Regions from separate parts of the Mus musculus genome. Here region 2 is linked to region 1. Evidence: chromatin contacts called from public HiChIP or PLAC-seq data. All regions are on one chromosome and are shown on one strand. The core of a region is the stretch at or near the end of the contact, and the rest is flanking DNA. Distances in the headings are between cores, read along the strand shown.

Region 1 (5,492 bases), core at 1,721-4,220:
AGCTCTTTGTGGCAGGGAGCTGCCTGTGGAGCTCACTGGCTAGTGCACGCCATAGCAGCCCTGGCCTCCTGCCATGCCCAGCCTAGCCTGGTGCCCGTGAAGGCAGGGAAGCGGCCTTCTGCGTTCTTTTTAAGGTCTTTCTCCTCTCCCTTGGTTCCTACATTGATTGCCCGTGGCCCCCACACATGTGACCAGCTCCCACAGAGACTGTGAACATGTGTGATCAGTTAATCCTAACGCTGGGAAGACATATGCCAGCCCCACCAGAGCGTCCTTGTGCTGTTAGCGTCCCTTGTGTCGCCTGCCTCTGAAGTGGCATGGTCAGACGCGCCAGCATTGTTTTGTCTGTGATTGATGCTGTTGTTAGCGTGGCGCTGTGGACCTGATAACCCCCACGTCCTTTTCTGAAGTGTTAAGTCCAGTCCTTCGTTGCTGTTTGCTGTCATTGTGGGCGTGCCGCTGCTAATTACAAAGCTGGTAGCAGAGTACACAGGCAAGCTCCCACGTTGTGGGCTTTTCCAAAATGGAGGCCTCCTCAAGTCCAGAGCAGAGGAGGCCCTATGGGGAGTTCCCAGGTCATGGGTCCAAGAGGAGCCAGTACAGGGGACCTAGAGCTGCCAGCACCAAGTATAATTCCTGTTGCCTACGTTCTCTATTCTAATAAAATGGAGTTTGACACAACATGAGTCTTCAAGGTTATAGAGAACTGGGGTCCCAAAAGGGCTTCAACCAAAGGAATGGTCAGCAGGGGGAGATTGGAGACAAGAAGAGAGAGAAGGAGGGGAAGGTGGGAGGGTCCCCAGAGCAGAGCAATGCTGAGCTGTGGTCAAACCTGGGGTCTAGGTAAACAATAGAAACCATCTTCAGCTGGAAGTGGTGGCGTACACCTTAGTTCCAGCACTCAGGAGGCAGACTCAGGTGGATCTCTGGGTTCAAGGCCAGCCTGAGTTCCTTCCAGGACAGCCAAGGCTATATCTGTCTCAAAACAAAACCAAAGAACAACTTCATTTTATCCCTTCCTTGTCTGTTCCACACCGGTGTCAGTCCAGATGGTACTCCTGTCCTTTCTCAGCTAACAGTACTCCAGGAGAGACAAAAATGAACTATTAAAGAGCAGTGCCAGCTGATTGCCAGTGCCAGAGGGGCTGAAATCAGGCCCTGGGCTGCCCCAAAGCCTGGTGTCAGGTCAAAAAAGTGCTCTGAACCGTGATTAATGGAAAAAAAAACCCAGGCCGAGTTTATCTGAACAAAGAAAATCTACTTCTTTAATCAGGCAGCCCTGAGGACAGCAGCCAGAAAGACTAGCCGAGGCAACATTTAGAGGAGACAGAAAGGACTTAGTTGGCCAGTTGACGACAAAGCCTGTGGCGCGTAACTGAAGCCCATGCTGCAGCCCAGACCCATGCGTCTGCTTTGTGAGGCACAGCAAGAGATTTTAGTCCAAACCAATTAGCTTCACCATCAGAGACCACACCTACCTGGGAGAAGGGAAGAGCACACAGACATATACCATATACCTCTACCGTATACCTTTACCATATATATACACCCATAGCATATACCCTTGCAGTTAATTTACTGGAATAGAAAAGCCCCAGTTGGCCAAGAAGCAAAGTAGAAGGCTGGGCATGGTGGCATACGCCTTTAATCCCAGCACTTAGGAGGCAGAGGCAGGCGAATTTCTGAGTTCAAGGCCAGCCTGGTCTACACAGAGAAACCCTGTCTCGAAAAAACAAAAAGAAGCAAAGTAGAAAGGGAAAATGTACGGACACGTGGGAAGGAAAGAGTCCAGCAAAGGGGCAGAGGCCCTCCCTAAAGCTGTAGCCTGACTGAGAGTTTCTTCCCCAATAGGGCAGCCTTGTCCAGCCTCGGTGGGAAAAGATGCACCTTATCTTGCAGAGACTTGATGTCCCAGGAGGGCCCCATGCTCTCAGAGGAAAAGGGGAAGTGGGACGGGGAGGGATTCTGTGAGGGGGACCAGGCAGCATTTGAGATGTAAATAAATAGATATGGGCGGTGGTGATGCACATCTTTAATCACAGCACTTAGAAGGCAGAGGCAGGTGGATTTCTTGAGTTCAAGGCCAACCTGGTCTACAGAGTGAGTTCCAGGACAGCCAGGGCTACACAGAGAAACCCTGTCTCGAAAAAACAACAACAAACAAAACAACAACACTAACAACAGCAACAAGCCCAGCAACAAAACCCTTAAGTCTTATTAAATGGTGACTGAGAGATCTGCACACATGTTCTTGGGTGTGGTTTTTTTTTTTTTAAACACTATTTTTAATGAAACCTCAGTTTTATTTCATACCCGCCAGTTCTGAATTCTTTCCTGCTTTGAATCCATGAATCCTGGGTTTGCCTGAGTGGAGGTCCCTAAAAGATTAAAGGAACCCCCCAGACTGTGCTCGGTGGCTCTACCCAGTCACTACAGACTTCAGGGCCAAGTGAGGGACGTCACAGACACCCACCCACCCACCACAAGCATAGAGGACTGAAGTGCAATGGAACCTGGGCTGTGGCTGCAGAGTTAGGGGTGGGCTCAGGAAGGCCATGAGGCTGGTAGGGGAGACCAGTCTGAGGGGCTAGCATGGTGTTTCCACCTCTACTGGTGTCTGACGGAAAGACTGAGGCAGCTCACCTGGGGGCCAGCCAGCCCAGGGGCTGTCCAACAACCTCCTAGGCACCAGAACCCCGAAGCTTCTGAATGAAAAAGCCAGCTTGACAGATGCAGGGAAAATTATTTATTGGTGCTTAAATTTGCTTTAGAATCTCCCCTAGACCCCAGGCAGGTGGCTAATGGTGGGTCTGGACCTCTAGACTATGGTGCCAGGGAGCAGCGTCCTGGGCCAGGAAGCCCTGAACAGGGCCCAGGTCGTCCATGTGGGGGTCACTGGCCAGCGTCTTCCCTTCCGCCTGCAGGCTGCTGATACGCAGGAGGAAATCCTGGTGGGTTCCTGTGGGGGTGAGCTGACGGATAGCTTTTAAAGCGGCTGCTCACCCACCCTGTCCTGCCTCCTTCCTCATGCCTGCCTCTTGGAGTTCACTCGCTGCCTGCCGCTGCTGCAATCACTGTCCCCACACTACTTTTGTCTCAGACAGCAGACCTGCCTGCTATGGCAGAGCCCCGAACCCTCCTTCTGCTCTGTGTCCTGGTCCTCTGCCTGTCAGACTCCAGCTTCATCCGAGGGCAGACGGTGAGTGGGAGCCAGGGTCAGGGAACAGGGAGGGACCATGATAGTTTGTGTATGGATGTGTTGGGGTGGGGGTATCAAAGCAGCTGGTACCTGTCTGAGCTCCCTGGGGGCCCAGGGACCCAGACTATTGTTCCACCTCCCCAGGCTGAAGTCTACGGCTGTTCTACCTGAAGCTTAAAGGCTTCAGCAATTTTTCCCCTCTAACTCTGTCGGGCTAGCTGGTCATGTACTCTGGGCAGTCATCCTGGGTTGCCTAGCTTATGAGTGAACAGGGACAGAGCCAGCCCCATCCTCCTGGCCTTCTTTCCCAGACTGAGACCATAGTCTATGCGGCCCTCACCTGGGGCTTTTAAATGTGATCGTTACCTATCCTCCGGGAACTATAAACCAAGGGGCTCAATCAGAACTTGGCCACCAATATGCCCGTGGCCAGCCCCAAGCCTGTGTGGAACAGACGAGATCCATTGGACAGACAGCAACCAACAACAATGTTCTTAAGTCTCAGAGAGGCCCCTGAACGTGGCCCCTTCAGTCTTTATAGTCTTTAGCAAGCTTGTTTGTTTCTCCTGTTCGAAATCCCAGGCCCGAGGAGGAGAGCCGCAAGCTGTTCCCTCTGGAGCCATAGTTGGGACCACAGCCTGCGATTCTTACTCAGGACTGCCATTCCCCACCCAGTGTGCTGAGAACACAGGGCCTCGTGAGTGGTTGTAGCATGGCTCCGGAGGCCAAGAGGGCCTGTCCCTAGGTCTCCCCAGCTCAGAATTGCTGCGTGAGCTTTGGGGAGAGCTTCCCACAAGTGTGGAGACTGAGTTTTGGATCTGTATCTGGGCAAAGGAGCTTCCCTCGTGAAACCGAGTTCACCTTCATCTTAGGCAGCTTCCGAGGCTCCCGTGGCAGAGAGAGGGGATCCACCACCAGGCAGCCATGGGGGCTTGGTCCCGTGGGAAGGGGATTTCATGGCCAGGCCAGGGCTGGGTGGAGCAGGTGGGACATCAGGATAAACATGATGGAAAACCACAAGATCCAGGTTGTGCCAAGCTGGAAAAGCACCTTGCCACCCGTGTCCTGGGCAATGGGGACAGAGGTCAGTGAGAAATCTCAGCTCCGAGACCTGCTGTAGTTCCAGACAGTTCTAAGTCTGTCATTCTGAGACTGAAGCCCAGCCAGCCTGGGCCAGGGACGAGGTCCTGAGGTCCTTGTGGGTAGGGATGTAGCCATGCTGTCCTTACTTTCCCCTCACAGTCCCTCATCCTGTATGACCTGGGACACAAGCTGCAGCTGCTAGGAACGTAGCCTCAGAGGGAAGAGAGGACCCCTGAGTCGACAGCCAGCACAGGTGGCATTAGGACTTGGCATAGCAGGCTCCGGCAGCAGATGCAAGGAGATCTGCCTGTGGGAGGGTCTTAGCATGTGTCCGTCCATCTGCCCGGGGACGACTTTGTGTCGAGGACAAGCCTGGGGATCCACAGCCACAGCACAAAAACAGGGGCATTGGCTAGCACCCAGCTTTGTCCCCACCTCCCCACCCCCTGCTCTGATCCAGAGGAGAGGAGAGAGAGGCAGCTCACGGGGCCCTTCGGCTCTTTGGGGATTTAGATTCTAGGTGGTCAACCCAGAGACTCCCCAGGAACTTGCTTCCAGCTCGGGGGAGTTTTCTTCACCTTGCTACTGAGCTGCATGGTTCATGTCTCCACAGTTTTCCCAGCTCCCACACACAGAGAAAGCAGACGAGGCAAACTCAGCTTCGTGCTGAGCACCCTGCCAGGTCGTAAGGTGCTCCCAGGAAGCAGACCTCTGAGTCAGCTGAGGCCTCTCCAGCCTCATCCCACCCAGCTGCATCCCCAGCGGGAACGTGAGCTCCGTCTGGTGCCACTGGTGGGCAGATGAGTGCCTTGTCTCACTCGGGTGTGGTCCCCGGAGAGAGAGGTGCTGATTCGGCAGTTGGCTTATCCATCCATCACTACTGGCACACAGGCTTACAAAGCTCCAGCTTCCTCCTGGTCCTCCCTCCCTCTGAAGAACAGTTCTCAACTCACCCTGAGCATTACCCAATCCTGGCCAACCATCCTAGGGGCCCAACCAGAGTGGTAACTGGACTTTAATTTCTGCCTAGGCAAAGGGCTTTGAGGGGGGCCCACTGTCAGCCAAGGATGTTCCCCAAACCTGAAACTGAGTTGCTCAATTTCCTAGACATGTCCTGGCTCTGCAAAGAGGAGCTTCGGCATGACAAATCCAAACATAACATCATCTAGACCTGAGGTTTTGCTGAGTAACTTCCCTCTTTGTCAAGCAT
Region 2 (5,203 bases), core at 2,518-5,017, 79 kb after region 1:
GTCACCAATCCCAGACACTATTGTGGATGCTAACAAGTGCTTGCTGACAGGAGCCTAATATGGCTGTCTTCTGAGAGGCTCTGCCAGTGCCTGACAAATACAGAGGTGGATGCTGTCAGCCAACCACTGGACTGAGCACAGGGTGCCCAATGGAGGAGCTAGAGAAAGGACCCAAGGAGCTGAAGGGGTTTGCAGCCCTATAGGAGGAACAGCAGTATGAACCAACCAATACCCCCAGAGCTCTCAGGGACTAAACCACCAACCAAAGAGTACACATGGTGCGACTCATGGCTCCAGCTGCATATGTAGCAGAGAATGGCTTAGGGGGAAAGAGTAATGAGATGAGGAACTTCAGGAGTGGGACCAGGAGGCAGGGCACTGGCTAGATTGTAAAAAAAAAAAAAAAAAAAAAAAAAAAAAAGGTTTATCTGTATTTTGCTTGTATACACGTATGTGACATTACATGCATGCCTGGTGCCCATGGAGGCCAGAAAAGGGTGTTGAATAGCCTGAAACTGGAGTCATAGACAGTTGTGAGTTGCCATGTGGGTGCTGGAAATTGAAGAACAGGGAGTGCTCTTAACTGCTGAGCCATCACTCCAGCTCTCCCCACACATACACACACACTTTTTTTTCTTGGCTTCAGCAACAGTTTTGAAAAAGACAGCCTGGGATCCTGGTATGAAGTTTCTGATGCCAAGGGCAGAGTAGAGTGGAACATTCCCCTTCCTTCCTAACTTCTCAAATACATTTTAGCTGACTGCTTGACTTGTGGGGAGCTTCCTGAAGGATGACCCTTGCAAAGAATTTACCTGTTTTTGTCAAATATGAAATTCTCTCAGAAAGATGGCATGATCATACTTAAAAAAAAAAAAGTCCTACTATATTGCTACTATAGCAATACTACTGTGGACTGGGCAATTTCTAAAGAACAGAAAATTTTCCAGTTCTGGGAGATAGGAAGTCCTAAAAATGAAGGTGCCAGTATCTGACATATTCCTGTTTACTGCACAGGAAAATTCTAGGTGTCTGATGCATGATGGACAGCAGAAGCACAAAGACAAAGACAGGAGAGTAAACCAACTTGTATGATCCCTGCCTGAAACAGTGTCTATCTACTCAGTGCATGGCTCTTTGGACCTCAGCACCTCCCACAAGATCCCACTGGCATTAAGTTTAGACTTATGAGTCCTGGAGGAACACATATATTGAAGCCTTAGCACATTAAAAGGCAAATTAACCATGTATTGTCATTTGGGCTTAAGTTATCAAATGACACACATTTAAAATGTGGGGAGAAAAAGTGGGGACTGAGATGCTTTAAGAACTGTTCTGTGTCTCTGCAACCCTGGGGATGGAGCCCAGGGTTTCATGTTAAGGATTCTACTACTGCGTGCCCAGCCCCAAATAAGGGATGTAAATTTCTACCTTAGTTATTGTGTTGACATTAAAACTACATATTGAAACATGCCTTCTTCCAAATTACAAGTAGATTCTACAAGCAAATGCTTAAGTGTCATTTCTAGTATCACTTCAAGGGCTGACAGGAATATTATGGAGAGAGGTGTATATATGTTTGTGTACTAGTTTCATCTGAACCATGATCCAGTCTATATTGTGGAGACATAGATGACTATTGTTGCTCAGAATATAGCTTCTCTACACTTTTTTTTTTTTTTTCTGAATCAAGAACTCGTTTGGAGTGGTGGTGGTGGTGATAGCCCAGCAATAAAAGCATTGGCTGCTGTCCCGCAGAAGACCCAGGTTTGATTCCCAGCACCTACAAGATGGCGTATCTGTGACTACAGTTCCAGAAGATCCAATGCCCTCTTCTTGCCTCCATGGGAAACACACGTGGTACACAGACATATATGCAAGGAAAATACACACACACACCTTAAAAAGAGCCAGAGCCAGGCATTATGGTGTACACTTGGGAGGCAGATCTCTATGAGTTTGAGGCCAGCCTGGTCTATTTAGTGAGTTCTAGGACATTCATAACTATAACTATTCAAAACCAAAAACAAACAAACTCAAAACACTGGGACAGTTATGTCACAGTTATTTTTTTCTGAAATTCTTTTGATATCACTCAATACAGTTCCTGAAGCAGTATATATTATTTTGTGATGAGTTATGCTTCTTGAGTCTTCTAAGGTCCTATAAATATAGGGCTAGAAGCAATGTTCTTTGGATTCTACTGAGTGGCCATGATTTTCTACTGTTAAAGAATAAAAGGTAAAAAAGTCATTTGAAAAGTTGCATAAAACCTAAAATTAGCCGGGTGTGGTGGCACACGCCTTTAATCCCAGTACTCGGGAGGCAGAGGCAGGCGGATTTCTGAGTTTGAGGCCAGACTGGTCTGCAAAGTGAGTTCCAGGACAGCCAGGGCTACATAGAGAAACCCTGTCTTGATAAAAAAACAAAAAGACACCCCCCCAAAAAACCCCAACCCCCCCCCCAAAAAACAAACAAACCCTAATAAAATAGAAATTAACCCAACAAATCATATAGCTGCCCTAACACAAGCAAACTTCAGTCTCACTTTCATCATGCTCCATTTTAATCTCCTTGCTGGATTTACACTAGGAAGTAACTTTGGGTATTACTTTAGTCTGGATCAGAATTTAAAAGGAAGATATTTTCTGCTACAGAAAGGCAAGAGTTTAATGACTTTACTGCTTAGTTCACTTCCCCTGTGGTAGAAAGTTGAAAATGTGCTGAATTACTAAGCAGTTTGCCATATCTAATCCTGAAAATAATTATGAGCAGCAGCATCGAATAAAGACTAACATATGTTTGAATCTGCAAATTTTTCTTTGGTTGTGATCTATGGTGGCTTCTTTAAAACCATCAACAATCTGTGGGGACTAGATTTAGCTATGCAGGTTAATGGTAGAGTGTGCACTTGGCATATACAAGGCCCTGGGTTCAATCTCTGAATTGGTGTGTTGGTGGGGGACCCACAAAACTCCAAGCACCGATGTAAAGCCTATAGCTAGTAATCTTTTAGGATGCCATCTCAAGGGATAGTGTGGCTAGTGTATGATCTAGTGGCTAGTGTATGATCTAGTGTATGATCTAGTGTATGATCTAGTAATCTTTTAGGATGCCATCTCAAGGGATAGAGTGTGGCTAGTGTATGATCTAGTGGCTAGTGTATGATCTAGTGTATGATCTAGTAATCTTTTAGGATGCCATCTCAAGGGATATAGTGTGGCTAGTGTATGATCTAGTGGCTAGTGTATGATCTAGTAATCTTTTAGGATGCCATCTCAAGGGATATAGTGTGGCTAGTGTATGATCTAGTGGCTCTCAGGGCTTGGAGAAACATAACAGCTAGCAATATTGTTAGTATATGATGATGCATACAATTAGATCTTAGAAACAAAATACCACTGGAAATACTTGATAGATGACCAAAGAGAAACCACGATAATGGAGACAATAAAATGATCAAGTTTTAAGAATCTAACAGAGGGCTGGAGAGAGGGCTCAGCCCTTAAGAGCACTGACTGCTATTCTAGAGGTCCTGAGTTCAATTCCCAGCAACCACATGGTGGCTCACAACCATCTGTAATGGGATCTGATCCCTTCTTCTGGTGTGTCTGAAAACAGCTACACTGTATTCATATAATAAAATAAGTAAATAATCCTCAAAAAAAGTCTAACAGAAACTGAAAAATGAGGCTATTCTCTCTACTTCCTACCTTACTCGTATTACACTGTTCACACAGCAGCCATGATGACTCACTTCACAGCTCTGCTCAACCCCACTATGATTTCCTTTCAAGCCCAATCACTATCTACAAGATCTACTATGTCTGAGTCTCCATAAAGTTCAAAGGGCTCATTCTTTACAACACATCCCTTCCCTTGCTCTAGTTCTCCAACCCTCTGAGATTCCAAACAAGAACAGATAATCTAAGACAACTCTTTTGCTGTTCCTAGAAGAGAGCCTCAAATAATTTTCTTTTGTTTATTTGAAAACTTCTTCAAGGGTTCATTTTGGCTGATCATGTGACCTCATCTAAACATTTATTGTCAATCTTCTTTGTTTTATTTTCATTTAAAACTCTAATTACTACCTGGTGTTCTCTGCTATTTATTTACTATCTCCCAACCTTCACCCCAATGTCTTTATGAAAGCAAAGACTTTTAATATTTTTATGCTGCTATAGACCCACTATCTAGAAGCATGCCCTGCATAGCAGCAGTACTTAATCCAAGTTTTACAGAACAACTGTGATGAAAAAGGACAAATACCTACCCAGAATACAACTCATAGGGCAGGTCTCTTCCAGATTACTCAGAAACACTTCTTTTTTGTAGAACATTTTTGTGGGCTCATGTTCTGTTTCTTCTGGATGAATGAAGATAGGGCCATAAAAATATGCAGCTCCATCTCGGACCCATACTTTCTCAATTCTTGGGGGTAGGGGGATAGAGAAATTAAGTTATAATAATTTCAATTTTGAATGATTATCTAATTAAAACCCCACTAACTAAAATGTTTCCTTGTTTAAATGAGTGCTCTGTTGCTAATTCCCTCCATTAGAAGTGGGAATCAGCTCCTCTATAAACAGTTGTGAGCCACCATGTGGGTGCTAGGAACTGAACTCAGAACCTCTAGAAGAGCAGCCAGTGCTGTTAATCACTGAGCTATCTCTCCAGACCCCTAAAATGTAGCAGCATATAGCATTAAGAGAAATTTCATGGATTCTCCTCACCCTTTAAGAGACCTTTCAGAGAAGATACTCTGAAAAAGAGAAAAGGACATTTGGCCACTCTGGGAAAAAAAAAACAAAAACAAAAACTTTAACATAGTATCAAAGTATGTAATTAGATCATTTTATTTAATTCCAGGTTTTCTTCCTGAGATGTTCAAGATGAAAACAACTAAACATTTGTCATTGGATTTGGCAAACATTCCTTCAAAACAGAGGATCACAGATCTTTGTGCAAGATCCAGCACTAAAGTACTTTCCCGTTGCGATGTTGTACTGTCCTATTTATCAACTTAAAATCAGTATTATTGTCCCACATTTGCAGGGTTCTAGACATAGAGCAACATTTTCATTTCAGTGAATAATAACTCCAATCTTCCAGTTTCCTAACTACTCACAGGAGTGAGTCATCCTTGAAAGCTCTACCCTGGAACTCCACATTGTATTTACTAAGACTGCTGTTAGCCTGCCCTCCT

The links. HiChIP or PLAC-seq counts read pairs in DNA pulled down with a chosen protein or histone mark.
Region 2: a CTCF HiChIP or PLAC-seq map of CD8 T cells shows a contact between it and region 1, with 5 read pairs. The contact joins the enhancer-like site here to the promoter of Stab1 in region 1. A contact is called at or near these places in 8 of 39 promoter capture datasets (the C10 cell line, cranial neural crest, epiblast stem cells and 4 more), 1 of 15 datasets of contacts at CTCF or cohesin (CD8 T cells), 2 of 115 datasets of contacts at active chromatin or transcription factors (effector CD8 T cells and embryonic stem cells) and 3 of 9 other capture datasets (adipose tissue, liver and pancreatic islet).

What each region holds. Positions count from the first base shown.
Region 1 is chr14:31,166,119-31,171,610 of GRCm38.p6, reverse strand. Stab1 (stabilin 1) reads left to right here and starts at 2,970. Exons shown (of 69, transcript NM_138672.2): 1 at 2,970-3,199. The coding sequence starts at 3,119. It overlaps Nisch (nischarin), which reads left to right. Exons shown (of 21, transcript NM_022656.2): 21 at 1-683. The coding sequence ends at 43.
Region 2 is chr14:31,088,690-31,093,892 of GRCm38.p6, reverse strand. It overlaps Pbrm1 (polybromo 1), which reads right to left. Exons shown (of 33, transcript NM_001081251.1): 25 at 4,271-4,428. It also overlaps a transcript of Smim4 not described here. Among named protein-coding and RNA genes, the nearest start is that of Smim4, 38 kb to the left of the region's middle. Within about 2 kb of position 3,767, at least 24 of the 459 cell types and tissues checked have an H3K27ac peak or open chromatin away from gene starts, as enhancers often do. A contact at or near this core is called in CD8 T cells and effector CD8 T cells, where this site is marked.